Regions from separate parts of the Mus musculus genome. Here region 2 is linked to region 1. Evidence: chromatin contacts called from public ChIA-PET data. All regions are on one chromosome and are shown on one strand. The core of a region is the stretch at or near the end of the contact, and the rest is flanking DNA. Distances in the headings are between cores, read along the strand shown. Region 1 holds the start of Dbf4 (DBF4 zinc finger). Region 2 has its middle 18 kb from the start of Crot.

Region 1 (5,158 bases), core at 720-3,219:
AGTATATATATATATATATATATATATATATACACATACACATACATACACGTATATGTATAAAACTAAAGAATTATTTTAACACATAACAGCTCCCCTCAGTCATCAGTCAAATGGCTCCTGGTATTTTGAAAGAAAGGGCAGGTTTACTAGGACATAGGAACCTCATTTCTTTATACCAAACCACCAATCACAGAAACTTGACATTTTATCAGGCTACAAAAGGCTTTAAAAAAAAGCCTTTATCTTCTGATGTTGGGACTTGAACACAGAAAGTCTTTCACATGTCAGCAGGTGCTAGACCACTGGGTTACACTCCCAGTTCCCAAGTGATTCACTAATAACCAATAGCTCATCAAAGCTGCTACTGCTAAATGGCTGTAATTTCCAAAATGAAATGCCCTGGTAATTTATATTACAGAACGCCAAGTATTACTTTTCTCAACTTCTGGTGGGTGTGCGGTTCTCACTTACCCCTCCGAGTTCCTTTATATCTTTTTGTAGTTTCTCACATATGGTGATAGAAGGCAAGTCAAGGTAAAATATTTTTCCCCAAAGGGGCTTATATTTGGATTTTTCCAGTCTATTATCAGCCTTCAGGGATTTCAAGGATGGTCGATTCTTTTCATTTCTGTCTTGGATGCCACCTGTGATTACAAAAGAATCAGGCAACATTTTATGCAGACAAATTTTTAATTTATTTTACAAAAAATGTTCAACAGCTTTATTGCAGAAAGGAAACATTACTAGTCATAACAAATTAAGTCATTAGAATCTAAATGTTTTCCCTAATATTACCACTTAGGATGAAGGCAAACTGTCCTGTATGGTTTCCACAAAACTCTATACTGGAGAACAAGAGCTGAATCAGCAGAAAATAGTTATTATTTACTCCTGTTCCGTGTATGAAGCAGGAATTCTATAGAGCTGTTCTGGAAAACTTACCTTCTCATGGTGTAAACGTCATGTGGGTAATTAACAGGTCGGTGAAAACCCAACACAGGTGTTTCAAATATTTAAAGCTTATTTACCTAGGTAGCCACACACACTCATCTAGAATAAACAACCTAATTCTTAGGGGTTACTAAATGCTGGCATTTTGGTTTCATAGTTTGTCTAGTACTTAAAAGAACTAGACGAGGGAGTTCATGCACTTTGTTTACATATTAAGAACCTAAGCCCACTAAGGACTATGCCATCCATCTTTTATTTTAAAAGCAGATGAGAATCAAACATCTTCTTTAAACTTTCGAAGACAACCTGCACTTTAGTACTTAGTTACTAGACACACATGCACCTCTTAGGAATTTTCCCTATAATGAAAATTTTTTATATTAAACATTGAGATTGAAATCTGCTTTTGTCTATGAGGTTGAAACACACACACATACACCTCTCCGTCTCCCTCACGAGTGACGGGAACAGTCACAAATGGGCGTGGGCGCCTCCTCCGTGGGGCCGTCGGGGACCCGCGCATTGTCTGAAGCCTGCAGCCCCGGGAATGCCGGGTCGCTCGCGGCCGAGGCGGGGAGAGCATGAGGGGCCCGGCCAGCGTCGGTCCCTCACGGAGACCAACACCGAACGCCTCGCGGGCGCCGAGAACCCACAGAAACGCAAAAGCGGCAAGAGGCCCTCCGCAGGAAGACTCTCTAGAACCCTCCGTGGAACCAGCCAGGCAGGAAACGATTAAAGGGACCGCGGCGGGGGAGGGGCTCCATACCCGGGAGAGGTGCTTTGCTGTGGATCCTCATGGTCTCGAGGTTCATGGCAGCCACCAGGCACCTACATGCTGGGTCCGCACCGGGGGCCGCATGGAACGGCCGCGAACACAAAGCTCCCAGGGCCTCCCCGGCCCCGGCTCCGGCCTCGGCCTCGGCGCCGGGCCGCGCTTGAGGGCCGGTTCCGGCGCGGAGGCTCGGAGCAGGAAGAGGCTGTAGCTCAGACCCGGGAGCCGCGGCGGTTAAAGATTTGAAAACGCGTCACGCGACCGCGGCGCCCAGACGCGCTCCCCGCCCTTCCTACGCCGGGGCCGGCCTCGCGCAGGCTCCACCTGCCCCGCCTCGCGCCCCGCGGGCCCCGCCCCCGGATGCTGACCACGCCCCCGGCGCGCCAGCCCGCGGGGCCTCAGACCCGGCTCTCCCGCGTCCTCCTCGAGTTCCGGCTCCGCTCTGCATACTTGGAGTGTGGGGCAGCCAGGGCGGTGGACGCGGTTAGCCTCGGAGGCTTCACCTCGTGGTCGACATCACCTGCTAGGCTGGCTGAGACCCGGGCCTTGCAGTCGCCTCGCCACCAGGTACTCCAGTTAACCCTGTGTGGGACGCGGGGCCGGCCCTGGGCTCCCGCCGACCTTGCAGACGGGCCGCAAAGGTCCCGGGTGGCCGCGGTGGCGGCGGGGCCGGGGTCCACCCGCCGGATCCGACTCTCGCAGCCCTTTGGGTACTTTGTTCTGTACAGACCTGTTCTTTCTCTCTGTGTGTATAATTGTCCTTTTTGTAGCAATAAAAGAGTGGAAAATGAAGTCTCAGGGTTTTTCATCTGTAAAACGGGAATACGGGATTATGGTCAAGACGAAATTCAGGCGTACGTGATTTGTTTTAATTTTGCTTTGTAAATGAGAAAATGCCTCACAAAACTTGTTTGGAGTATACTTCTGCTCTCACCCATACAGACGTTATGCTTTGTACTGTTCTGCATTTCTTAACTCCTGGCTATAATAGACACTCCTTATAGTATTGATTTTTGATGGAGTACCCTCAAGACAGTCAGTACAAATAAGTATATTCAGGCACAGACAGGTGAATTGTGAGACTATTCGCCAAAGACAACATCAAGTTGGATTAGCATTGCTAAAAGAAATGATTTTGTTTTAAACAGGTTATGGACGGAGGCTGGAGCGACAGTCATCGAACTGTCTATCTGTATTAAACTGCTTTAGACAGTCGGAGCTAATTTGTAATCTCAAGAAATGTCCGGAGGAGGGAGCCAGAAAGGGAAATATGTTGAGACATTGTACTGATGAATTTGAATTAATATACATGTGCTTAACAGACCTTGAGAAGGAGGAGCAAACATTTTTTAAAAATGAGGAGAGGATTCAATTTTCAAAGCGTAAACTACGGAAAGGAAACAGAATTTCCATGTTTGTAAACTGGTTCAAATGTTTGAGAAGCACTAATACAGAGTAGAATTAAAGCCACGAGGGAAGGGGGAATGCCTTGGAGTAGAGCTTGTGAGATGAAGTGGAGAGTCAGGGGATGAGGCAGTGCGAGTGAGGAGAGGGAGAGCAAGCTGAGTTGGAAGAGACTGGGAACAAATCTTAATAATGGTGGGGAGGAATGGAATTTTTTTACAGAATTGGTGGTCCCAGCTTCCCAGCTAATCTAGGAATTGGATAATTCCGAGGCTCCGATTTAGTCTGTGAAGAGAGTACTGGTTCTTAGCTGTTAGGGGGACTAAGGGGAATGCGCTTGGAAGCAGTAAGCCTGGAACTGAAAAATTCTAATTACTGTCATGTTGATGACTTGACTCAGCTTCGTCCCCAACCGAGTTCAAACCGGTTAAAACCTGAACTATAGGCATCTGTGGTGGCTTGGGAGGTGCCACCCACTTCCTTAAGAGTAGTTAGAATGATAATAGAGGTAATTACAATTTGAGTGGTAATCTAGCTAAGTAATAGATAACCTGTGGACCTGACCTCTATGGTGGAGCACACTGAAGAAAGAAATGATGGAGAGGAAGAGGTGGCCGAAGGGAAAGGGGGTTGTTTTCTTTTTCTTAATTTCTTTCTTCCTCTCTCTTCTCTCTCTCTCTCTCTTTGATGTTTTCAGAATTTGGAAAAGATGTAATCATGTTTCTTTGGAAAATAAAACTGGAAGTTGTTTTATGCTCTTGTGAAAGGTGATTTATATTTCTTCTGAGATAAGACAATCAAAGAGTTGGAACCATGTTAGACTCATTATGTGTCATGTAAGGTATAATTCCAAACTATGAATAAGCAAAACATCTACTCACCACCTAGGTACTAGTGTTTTTTTGTTTTTTTGTTTTTAGTCAACTCCTAGTACCCCATGGAACCCAAGTTTTACAGCAGCCACAGGAAGAAGAGTTTGGTTGTATGAAGACAGAAGTCTCTACACATCCTGTCAGTAATCAGGACTAAATGAATGTGGTTTATGTTCTTGTTTCTTGTTTTGAGACAGTCTCCCTTGTAGTCCAACCTAGCCTGGGGCTTACTGTCTAGCCTAGGCTGGCTTTGAATTCAGTAGAGATCCTCTTGCATCAGCCTCCCAAGTGCTGAAATTTCAGGAATGATGACCATGCCCACCCTAAAGATCTTGAAAATAGACTTTAATAGATTCCTTAAGATGTAAAGAAGGCTTTACATACAAGAATAAATGAATTGGTCCAGAGTTATAGTAAGAAACTGTATTAAGTCACTCTGTTAAAAACTAGAAAGCATTGAGCAGAATTTTGTGCATCCAACTTGTTTTTGTTTTATTTTATTTTTTGAGACATAGTCTCAGTATATAGCTCTGGCTGTCATGGTCTACATGTCATTATGTAGACCAGGCTGGCCTCAAACTCAGAGATCTGCCTACCTCTGCCTCCCAAGTTCTTGGATGAAAGCTCGAAGTCAACTTGTGGTCCATAAACTAAATGCATCCTAGGATAGCTATGAATGCCCAGCACATTTGTAGACGGCAACATGATGTAATGGTGTCAAAAGTTTGGACATCCCTGGAACTAAGTGAACATTTATTTGGCTGAGTCAAGAGAACTTAATTCAGTTAGTACTGGCCTAGCCTTAAAGCAATTTTATGACCCTTGGACAAGTTCTAAGAGTGTGTGTTTTTGTGTTTGTGTGCATGTGTACACGTGTGTATTCTAGACACTGAACCAGGTACTTTGTGCTTTACACTGAGTTGTATTCCCCTTTGCTCTGTAATTTCCTTGTCTGATAATGAAGTTACTATCTGTGCAGTCTGCCTCACCATTTTTGTGATTATCAAAGGAGGCCTCATTAGCTTTCTCACATCATGTCAAACATAACCAAATGCACATTTTATATTCTTGCATTTAGATGACGAATACTTTTCTAATAACGCTCTCCTGTTTTACTTCTTCCATTTAAGCCTTTCTTGCCAAAAGGTGTTTTCTT
Region 2 (4,716 bases), core at 1,295-3,794, 590 kb after region 1:
ATGTTCCTACGCTGTGTCACATACAGCGCTGCCTGTGTTTTCTCCCAGCAGTTTCAGTGTTCCAGGTTTCATACTTAGGTCTTGGATGCACTTGGAATCAGGTTTTGTGCACAGTGATAGCTACAGCTTTCAGCTCGCTCTTCTGGACGTGAACATCCAGTGTTCCCAGCACCATTTGTTGAAGATGCTCTTTCTTTTCTCCAGCATATGTTTTTGGCATCTTGGTCATATATTAAATGGCTGAAGTTCCATATCCTCTGTTTGAGTTTTCTATTTTTGTTCCATTGGGCTATATAACTATTTCTCTGCAAGGACCATGTTGTTTTATTTCTATGACTGAGTATTATATCTTGAGATCTGGAATTGTAATTCACCCAAAACTGTTCTTTTTGCTCAGGATTGTTTTGTTATTCCGGGTCTTTAGTAGTTCCATATGAATCACAACAATGACCAGCATAGCACAGCTACCCTAAAGATGAAGTATTAGCGCACATGCCGTGGCCATAACCAAAAGCTTTCTTCATTGTTCTTAAGACCCTTCAGACCTGCTCAACAGGAGGGAAATCATGCCTGGTATTGGAAAGCTAGCTAATTATTCCAATCTGGTGAGGTCATCTTGGAAGAGAAACTTCAATCACCCATTTACTAATTCCTAACTACATCCTAAATATTTGTCCTTATTACCAGAAATAAGTGTAGTCCTCACCCCCATCAAGGAAACTTCTGATTGCAACAAATGGAGACCATCACAGAAAATCACAACCAATCAATATGCAAAGTTGTGGAGCCAGTGCCAACTGATCCATCGGCAACAAAAGTCCTGCACCTAAGGCTCAGGGATAATTGCAGAAGAGGAGACAGAAGGACTGTAAGAGATGGGGGGACAGAGTTTGCTGTGAGATTGTGTCCCTTAGAAATGTTAGAAGCTCTGCCCTTGAAGTCTCACCAACATGACTGCCTAAACATGACCTGAACAAGGACAGCCCCTAAGTGGACATGCTGATATGGACTGGGGAAGCTCAAGAGGCCTCCACTGTAGACAATACCTAGGCAACTAAGGAATCCTGAGCTTGGGAGAAATGCTCTTCCCTATGAACGAGCACAATCACTTATCCAATGCCAAGTGGTCAGCCCTGAAAATATACACACAAGGTACATGATTCAGACTAAGCAAGTTTTATGTATGCACTCAGGGATTGTCTTAGTCAGGGTTTCTATTCCTGGACAAAACATCATGACCAAGAAGCAAGTTGGGGAGGAAAGGGTTTATTCAGCTTACACTTCCATACTGTTGTTCATCACCAAGGAAGTCAGGACTGGAACTCAAGCAGGTCAGAAAGCAGGAGCTGATGCAGAAGCCATGGAGGGATGTTCTTTACTGGATTGCTTCTCCTGGCTTGTTCAGCCTGCTCTCTTATAGAACCAAGACTGCCAGTCCAGAGATGGCACCACCCACAAGGGGCCCTTCCCCCTTGATCACTAATTGAGAAAATGCCTTACAGTTGTATCTCATGGAGGCATTTCCCCAACTGAAGGTCCTTTCTCTGTGATAACTCCAGCTGTGTCAAGTTGACACAAAACTAGCCAGTACAGGAATATATGTTCAACAACTAATTCTAAAAGAGGCTATAAATTTGAAAGAGATCAGGGAGAGGTATGTGGGAAAGTTTGGAGGGAAGGAAGAAAAGGGGGAATAATATAATAATTATCTCAGAGAAATATTTATATGTAAAGCTGAAAATGCAACCTTCCTCATTTCAAAAGTAAGACGTGCAAAACTCAAGAAGAGTTTACATTTTCTGCTCTACTGATAGGATGTAGAGTACAGATTTACTGCCTGTCATCTCTGTCTGTTGTGCTTACTGCTTCTCGTGCATTTGGCAACAGGAAGCTACTGTGGATTTATAGGCCAACAAGTGGTTTGGAAGCTTCAGCAGTGAGCAGGGTTGTGGTGGCTCATACCTGTGATACCAGCACACAAGAGGCTGAGACAGGAAGCTTTGAATTTGAGGCGATCCTAGGCTATAAAGTGAGACCTTATCTTAGGAAAGAAGAGAAGAGAAGAGAAGAGAAGAGAAGAGAAGAGAAGAGGAGAGGAGAGGAGAGGAGAGGAGAGGAGAGGAGAGGAGAGGAGAGGAGAGGAGAGGAGAGGAGAGGAGAGGAGAGAAGAGGAGAGAAGAGGAGAGAAGAGGAGAGAAGAGGAAACGAGAAAGAAAAGGAAAGCAATGTGTTGTTTCCCCCCCCCTCAATGGTTATGACAAACACCCAATAAAAATAAAAGGAAAAAAATAATTACTTTAGGTCATGGTTTCAGTACATAGTCATCTGTCTTTGTTCCTGGGACACATAGTAGCCGGTTGTCAAAGCAGAAAAACATGGCAGCAGGAAGCAAAGAGGTTAACACAAAAGGGTAGGAGGAAATGTATCTGCAGATTCACACCTCCAGTGACCTAGTTCTTTCAGTAGATCCTACAACCTAGAGTTTCCTTCCCCCAGCTCCCAGAATAGCCTCTAGCTGAGGAAGGAAGTGCTCAACACAGGAACCTACAGGCGGCAGCTCACACTCAAGCTATTGACAGCTTCAGAGAGACAGAACCACAGAAGAGTCTCAGCGTGTCCAATCAAGAAGACACTCATTCATCTCTAAGAGAGGGCCATCCACTAGCTAGAAAATATTCTCCACTGTCTGCAACAGTATTATTCTGGCTTTCTGCATCACAAAACACAAGAAAACAACACACAAGCTCTGCTTTTATGGTTGAGGTGTCCGGAATGTTTCTACCTAAATTCCATTAGTGTTCTTTGAACCTTGCCATCTGACTTGGAAGGCAGCTGGTCTCTACTTCTTGATTACTTCATGTTCAGAAACCATACTCTAGATATTTAAAATGTGGACTTACGCAATGATAAATAAAAATTGTTCTTCAGAGCAATCACTCTGTGACAGATTAGAGGGAATCAGATATCCCTAAAGTGGACAGGAATTAGGTAGTTACATAGGGGTTAAAAATGTTTTTGTTTGTTTGGTTTTGGGTTTTGTTTTGTTTTTTGTTTTTTGTTTTTTTTTTTTTTTGAGACAGGGTTTCTGTGTATAGCCCTGGAACTCACTCTGTAGAACAGGCTGGCCTTAAACTCAGAAATCTGCCTCTGCCTCCCAAGTGCTGGGATTAAAGGCATGTGCCAGAATATTAATTCATGATAGGATCCTATAATCACTCTTTGACATTTTTTATCTCTTGCTCCCTCGGTCTCTTTCTTTAAAAGAAAAATTTATCAATAATATGTGTCTAGAATTTATCCATTTCTTTTAGATTTTCCAGTGTTTTTAAAAGTGCAAACATTTGCCGGGCATGGTGGCACACGCCTTTAATCCCAGCACTCGGGAGGCAGAGGCAGGCGGATTTCTGAGTTCGAGGCCAGCCTGGTCTACAGCCAGGGCTACACAAGAAACCCTGTCTTGAAACCCAAAAAAAAAAAAAAAAAAAAAAAAGTGCAAACATTTAGAGTGTTCCCTAACCTAGATCCTCTGCATTTTCTTGGTAACTGTTGTTCCCTGTCGCTTTTAATTCTAAATTTATTAATGTGGGTCTTCTCTTTACTTTAATTATGTTTTCAGAGAACCAACTATTTCAATGTTTGGTTGAATCTGTGTGTTGTTCCTTTAGTTTCCTCTTTATTAGTGTCTGCTGATCTCTATTATTACTTACTGTCTATTACTTCCAGACTCAGTTTGTTTTTATTTTTCTAAGACTGGAGTTGTACAGCTCAGGCACTTATAAGTCTCTCTGACTTCTATATCTACAGGTTCAGATCCATATGCATTCCTCTTAGAACCATCTCAGTTGTATCCAGAGGTCTCCAATGTGCTTAATGAATGGTTTCCTTACATAGCCATCTTCCCAGTGCAGAGAATGGCTTATTCTATAACACTGATACATTTCAGGAAAATAAAAAACACTGAAAGATGCCTTTACCCATATTTGGAAAGCAGGTTTATGAATGAGTTATGGTTTCTTTAGGGTGTTTGTTTGTTTGTGTGTTTTTTTGGTTTTTTAAAAAAGATTTATTTATTTATTTATTTTTATGTATATACGTACACTGTAGCTGTACAGATGGTTGTGAGCCTTCATGTGGTTGTTGGGAATTGTATTTAGGACCTCTGCTCACTCCAGTCGACCCTGCTTGCTCTGTTCAATCCTGCTCGCTCAGTCCCTGCTCGCTCAGGACCAAAGACTTATTTTATTATTATAAATGAGTACACTATTGCTGTCTTCAAACACACCAGAAGAGGGTGTCAGATCTCATTATAAGTGGTTGTGAGCCACCATGTGGTTGCTGGGATTTGAACTGAGGATCTTAGGAAGAGCAGTCAGTGCTCTTACCCACTGAGCCATCTGGCCAGCCCGTTTTCTTTGTTTTTTGTTTGTTTGATTTATTTCCGTGTATATACATGTACATATGGAAGATACACTTGTATGGGTGCACATGCTTATGGTTGTGTGTGCAGGTGGGGGCCTGAGGTTGGGAATTATCTTTGATCACTCTTCCACCTTACTCACTGAAGCAGAATCTCTCATTCAAAGCCAGAGATCTTTGATCAGGTTAGTCTTGCTAGCCAGTAGCCGGAGAGAGTCCCTGTCTCCGCCTCCAAAGACTAGACTGACAGGAATGCTGCTGCAGCTCAGCCAGCATGGAGGTGGGTTTGGGGCTAATCCT

The links. ChIA-PET counts read pairs in DNA pulled down with a chosen protein or histone mark.
Region 2: an RNA polymerase II ChIA-PET map of memory CD8 T cells shows a contact between it and region 1, with 47 read pairs. The contact joins the enhancer-like site here to the promoter of Dbf4 in region 1. A contact is called at or near these places in 6 of 39 promoter capture datasets (the 3T3-L1 cell line, the C10 cell line, cranial neural crest and 3 more), 1 of 484 Hi-C or Micro-C datasets (CD8 T cells), 7 of 115 datasets of contacts at active chromatin or transcription factors (the SCID.adh cell line, T-cell acute lymphoblastic leukemia, effector CD8 T cells and 4 more) and 1 of 9 other capture datasets (adipose tissue).

What each region holds. Positions count from the first base shown.
Region 1 is chr5:8,420,747-8,425,904 of GRCm38.p6, forward strand. Dbf4 (DBF4 zinc finger) reads right to left here and starts at 1,970. Exons shown (of 12, transcript NM_013726.3): 1 at 1,721-1,970; 2 at 475-647. The coding sequence starts at 1,766. It overlaps Slc25a40 (solute carrier family 25, member 40), which reads left to right and starts at 2,092. Exons shown (of 12, transcript NM_178766.5): 1 at 2,092-2,293.
Region 2 is chr5:9,013,072-9,017,787 of GRCm38.p6, forward strand. No RefSeq gene overlaps it. Among named protein-coding and RNA genes, the nearest start is that of Crot, 18 kb to the left of the region's middle. Within about 2 kb of position 2,545, at least 45 of the 459 cell types and tissues checked have an H3K27ac peak or open chromatin away from gene starts, as enhancers often do. A contact at or near this core is called in CD8 T cells, effector CD8 T cells, memory CD8 T cells and 2 more, where this site is marked.